Linked DNA regions of Mus musculus: region 1 is linked to region 2. A link is a contact called in public HiChIP or PLAC-seq data. All regions are on one chromosome and are shown on one strand. The core of a region is the stretch at or near the end of the contact, and the rest is flanking DNA. Distances in the headings are between cores, read along the strand shown. Region 1 overlaps Dnah17 (dynein, axonemal, heavy chain 17). Region 2 overlaps Cyth1 (cytohesin 1).

Region 1 (2,700 bases), core at 14-2,513, 170 kb before region 2:
TCTGAGATTTGGTGAGGTTTGCCTACAAGGAGCAGTGGGGGGCCCCCAGGGACCAGAGCAACAGTCAGCTGGGCCCCAGTCTAACCTCTGCTGCCAGGTCAGCCCTGCAGCAGGAGAAATGACACCCAGCATGTAGGGTGCCCACGGTGGTGCCAACCTCCACGCCAGGCTGCCAGGCCTCATGCTGTGGAGACTGAGAGCCATTGTGTGTGTGACTGAGGCAGAGCTGAGGAAGTGGCCGGTACAGTTGGCCACACTTTGTGTGTGCATGTGTGTTCATGCTTGCAGCCATGCATGTGTGCATGTCTATGTGCGAAGGGCAGAGCATCAGACTCAGTTCGCCTTGTTCACTCATTAGGCTAGACTGTCTGGCCGGCAAGTCCCAGAGGCCCTCCTGAGTCCACAGCTTGAGCGCCCCAACCCTGGGACTGCAAGTACATGACAGCCTTTTCTGGGTTCAGGGGTGAGGGGTCACACTCAGTCCTCAGACTATGCCTCAAGCATATTATTGTGTGAGCTATGTCCTCAGCCCAGAACCCTATGTTTTTTTGTGCTGCCAAGGGTTGAAACAAGAGTTTTAATGTGCTAGACAAAGGCTCTGCTACAGAGTCCCAGCCAGCCAGGCATAAAGCCGCTCTGGGGACCATCTTTGATCTTCTGGGCCATCTGAGGGCACTGAGCCCCTGGCATAAATGTAAGGGCTGCTGGTTTAGAACTGAGTTTGGGGCAGGAGGAAGGACTGGTGTCCTTGGCTGAGGTCCCACCTGGCCCATTTCTTGTGTCTGTCAGAGGCAGTCACCTTGAGTTGTTCCAGATCCGGACGCTCTTTGGCCACCACAGCGGCCAGGAGCTGGTCCTCCAGCCCGTCTCTGGTGACCAGGAAGTTGATGAGCGTGCACTGGGCCTGCATCTCGGGCTTGTAGTGCGGGTTGAAGTACTTGGTGTGTAGGATCAGGCGGAAACTGGGGTGGTACTCCACCTCCTTGTCGCCGATCTTAATGAACCTGGCGGGTGAGGAGGAGAGGCGGGCAAAGCTTAGCCACAGGGCCACTGCAGCCCAGCTTGGTGGTTCACCCATGCCTGCCTCCTGTAACCTCCTTGACTGACAAAGAGCTCTGGGGGGTGGGATGGGGAGAGCAAGTGGCCCCCCCCGGAGGCCGTGCCTGTCCTTTCCTCTGGTGGCTACTTTGTCTGCCCAGGGGCGTTCACGTGCCTGGATGGAGGCACTGCTAGCTCCAGCTCCTCCTACCGTCGGTGCCAAGCACCAGTGTGTGCCGATGATGGCCATCTGCCAAGCAGCCCTGCAGCTGCCTGTGGGCCACTCCTCCCAGGCTCCAATCCCCTTCTGTCCTGGTTGAGTTCACCTCTCTCCCCTGACCTCCAACCCCCTTCAGTCTTGAGAATCAGCATTCATGGGGGGAGGGGGGGTTTGTCAGAGTCCAAGACATCAGGATGTTTATACGGAACATCACCCTGGTCCTGGGCTTCTGTGTAGCCCCAGCTCCGGCAGGTGGCTCCTATCTGCTCTAAAAGTTGATTTACTCCCTCTGTATTATAAAAACAACTAAACGAGGTAGGTCTAGTCACTGGAAGGTCCAGGCAACGGAAGGTTACTCAGGTGAAAAAAGGAACGTCCGTCGTACTGAGAGATACTAGGGTGTGGGTGTGGAGGACCCCTGCTAATGTGAGGCTAAATACAAAGATCCAGACACGAAACAATGTGCCATCAGCGTCTGCAGCCAGCAAAGCCACAGAGTCAGAAGCATGCTTAGTCAGTGTGGGGCTTTCCTGTGGGATGATTAAAACTGGGGACAAGACAGAGGTCGGGGTTATACAGCACGGCAGATGTGCTGACAGCCACTGAAACGCCACTTTACTGTAGTGTTCCTTACACTTAAAATGGAGTGGGGGGCAAAAGAAGGCTCAGTGGGTAAAGGGGCTTTCTGCCAAGCTTGGCACCCTGAATTCAGTCCCTGGGACTCACATGGTAGGAGAAGACAACCAACACCCATATGCTGACCTTTGACCTACGGTCCTGTGGCACGCACGTGTACACAAACCCACAAACCATGTGAATAGTTGCGTGCAAAAATGTTTTGAAAAACTGAAAAGGGAGGCCACACCCCTCCCCAGAGCTGTTGGCAGCTAATGGCTACTCGGGGAACAGGGTGGGCTTGGGGGGGGGTGGGAAGAGGTGTCATTTTCTTCAGTGTCTTGGTCACTGCTCAGCTGCCCATGCTCCAGTTAATGACCTGTGCTCAAGCAAGCAGCCCTAATTAAACTCAGTGGGCCGTTAAAACAAAGGGCGTACAGTAGGGCTGGAGAAGCGGCTCAGCAGTTAAAAGCACTTGTGTTTTTCCAGAGGACCTGGGTTCAGTTCCCAGCATCCACAGGGTGGCTCAGAAATGTCTGTGACTTCAGTTCCAGGGGGCCTATTTGCCCTCTTCTGGCCTTTACAGGTACTAGGCACAAACATGGTGCACAGACATGTGTGTGTGTGTGTGTGTGTGTGTGTGTGTGTGTGTGTGTGTGATGGAAAAGCAGTTCATAGGGAGTGGGACAAGATGGGACAAGATGGGGAATATGCGTTGTAAAGGATTTTTAAAAAAGAACTATAAGTCTCAAGACTTTGAAATGCATGGAGAGCCGGGTGGTGGTGGCACATGCCTTTAATCCCAGAACTTGGGAGGCAGAGGCAGG
Region 2 (2,700 bases), core at 88-2,587:
CCAACTGGTCATCTGCCACCCTGAACACTGTGCCAGGTTGCTCAGCCTTGCTCAAGGATTCTGGAGGACATCAGCCCCGGCTATTCTTTCTGATGGTGGCCACAGTGAAGCTGCACACTGCACTGGGTAGTGTCCCCTTCCTGGTTTCTGATGCAGCACATCAAGATGTTCTTTTCTGCATATTTTTGATGCTGCTTATGAGACACATTCACAGATGAAAGTAGAGAACAGTAGCAGGCAATCTGATCCTGCCCAGTGACAACCACTGAGGGTGGTATGGGTTTGGTCTGGCTTCTTCTGCATGCAATGTACGTTATATTATATGTGTCTTTCATGCCACACACATATATGTATACACACTACAACGTTAGTAACTTTTTGCATTCCGTTTATAAACACTTCATTTTTACTTTGTGTGTATTTGCAAGTGTGTGTATTTACAGGTGTATTCACAGGTATATGCATCAAGTATTTCCTCAGTTGCCCCCCCCCCTTTCTCTCCTCTATCTATCTTGGAGACAGGATCTCTCTACATAGTTCTGGCTGTCTTGGAACTAACTCTGTAGACTAGGCTGGCCTCGAACTCACAGAAATCTGCCTGCCTCTGCCTCCCAAGTGCTGGCACTAAGGGTGTGTGCTACCATGCCCAGTTCTTCACCTGATTTTTGGGAGTGGGTTTCTCAGTTGGAGATCATTCAGCTAGACTTGCTGGCCAGAAAGCCCCTGGAACCCTCCTGTCTCCACCTCCTCCAGCAATGGAATTACACATCCGACTTTTACAGGGGAGTGGGGATGGGACTCAGAGTGTCATGTTTATATGACACTTTACCAGTTGATCCATCCCCTAGCCTGATTTTCTCCGGCACTATAAAGGGTGTCATGTGTTTTCACTGCTCACAGCCTGTAACTTTGAAGCAGGGTCCAGTCTCAGGGCCCTGTGCACATGCTCAGCACTCAGCTCTAGTTCTCCCCAACTCTCTTACAAGAAGACTTGCTTGATCCAGAAAAGCTTCCCTGTGTTCCTGGAGTGGACTGTGAGGCTCCTTAGCAAGCTGTCGGTAACAATACAAGTAATACCATGACATCACTGGGTGGTGTCCTAGTTTCATTTCTGTTAATGTGACAAATGCCCTGGTTAAATACAACTCTGGGGAGAACGGGTTTGTTTGGCTTAAAATTCCAGGACACAGTCCTTCAATGCAGGGCAACCAAGGCAGGAGCTTTAAGCAGTGAGTCACAGTCAAAAACTGAGAGAAATGAGTATACCCATGCCGTCTGCTTACTTAGTTTGTCTTAGTTAGCTTTAGGGCCCAGCCCATGAAATGGTGAGCTCACAGTGGTCTATGAACTCTTACATCAATCAACAGCCAACCAAGGAATCCCCACAGACATGCCCAGAGGCCAGTATGATCTAGCAAGTTCTCAATTCACTCCCTTCCCAGATGACTGTACTTGTGTCGGGTTGACAGTTAAATCTAGGCAGTACTGGTGGCTTTCACTAAGTCTGCTCTCTGTGCCTCGCTGCTGTGGCCTGCCTTGTCTTGTCCTGAAACCCTCTGTGGGGAGAGTGTCTTCCTCAACTTTTGCCCTTGAAGAATCCTGTATCAATGCACTCAGCTGCATTCAAAACCCGTCTAGTGATCCAAACCCCATCTCTACCTCTGGCATTAGATCTGATTCCCAGATGATCTTGACTCGGGAAGGACAGGTCACTCCTGTTTCTTATCTCCTGGCAGTGGGACAGTACGTGTCTGGATTCCTAGAGTTTGATGTGTCCAGCCCGGTCCACAATGAACTGCACTGACGGGTGGGGACATTCCCAGGACTGATCTCTGCACTGGCCTCACTGCCATCAAGGCTGCCTTTCCAGAAGCACGAGAGCACTTCTGTTCATGAGCTACTGTCCACACCTTGGGGGTTGTTTTCCTACTGACTGCCATCCTTCCTACTGGTTTGTAGAACTGAACAGACTATTTAAAACATGTAATGCAATCTGCAACTTATTTTTAACTCCAATTCTACCTTCGGTTTTACACATCTTTTTAAAAAACAATCAAACCTATAATCTTTCCTTTCTACCATTTCCCCCAATAATGGTCCCTGAGCACAGTGGATGTGGACTGCAGAGACATCAAGGACTAAAAGGACATAGTGTTTCCCCTGTGTGGGCTGAGGCAGACTCTGGGCCACTCTTGGACATGTGCTCTGGGGGTCTGAAGAGTATGGGACTCAGTGGGGAGCTAGAAGGACTATAAGGAGGGGGTTAGAGGGCAGAGGCCTTTGGAGGGCTGTTGGAGGCCTTGGGCTGTTTCAAGGACAGCAGTTTCTGTTCTGGGTGAGATGAATGTCCACGTTCTAGGCAGATCAGAGACACCTGTCTTCCTTTGTGACATACCACCCTGGGTGCGGGTAACCAGGGCAGATGCCATATGACCTGAGAAGCTGCTATGAGAGATGGGCAGCTAAGCAATAAAAGGCTCAAATACCTACTCTATTTATGTCTAAGGTAGTGCCAGGGCCTACTGATGCACTTCAAATGAGGCATGAAGAGTCAAGGCCTGAGAAGGTTAAAAATATGAACTCCATCTTCTGAGCACAGGCCACAGGTTGGCCCCACAGCTTCTGCTCCCCAGTCCTTTCCCTCGACCCCCATGAACCCTTACACCCCCACTTCTCAGGATCTCACAGCTTTATCCCTTG

The links. HiChIP or PLAC-seq counts read pairs in DNA pulled down with a chosen protein or histone mark.
Region 1: a contact with region 2 is called in a FOXA1 HiChIP or PLAC-seq map of pancreatic cancer cells. The contact joins two enhancer-like sites. A contact is called at or near these places in 3 of 484 Hi-C or Micro-C datasets (3T3-L1-derived adipocytes, the N1E-115 cell line and embryonic stem cells), 3 of 115 datasets of contacts at active chromatin or transcription factors (embryonic hindbrain, oligodendrocyte precursor cells and pancreatic cancer cells) and 2 of 9 other capture datasets (adipose tissue and pancreatic islet).

Annotation. Positions count from the first base shown.
Region 1 is chr11:118,042,223-118,044,922 of GRCm38.p6, forward strand. It overlaps Dnah17 (dynein, axonemal, heavy chain 17), which reads right to left. Exons shown (of 81, transcript NM_001167746.1): 66 at 800-1,004; 67 at 1-22. Among named protein-coding and RNA genes, the nearest start is that of Mir6933, 41 kb to the left of the region's middle. Within about 2 kb of position 1,264, at least 28 of the 459 cell types and tissues checked have an H3K27ac peak or open chromatin away from gene starts, as enhancers often do. A contact at or near this core is called in pancreatic cancer cells, where this site is marked.
Region 2 is chr11:118,214,899-118,217,598 of GRCm38.p6, forward strand. All of the region lies in intron 1 of Cyth1 (cytohesin 1), which reads right to left. Among named protein-coding and RNA genes, the nearest start is that of Cyth1, 32 kb to the right of the region's middle. Within about 2 kb of position 1,338, at least 91 of the 459 cell types and tissues checked have an H3K27ac peak or open chromatin away from gene starts, as enhancers often do. A contact at or near this core is called in pancreatic cancer cells, where this site is marked.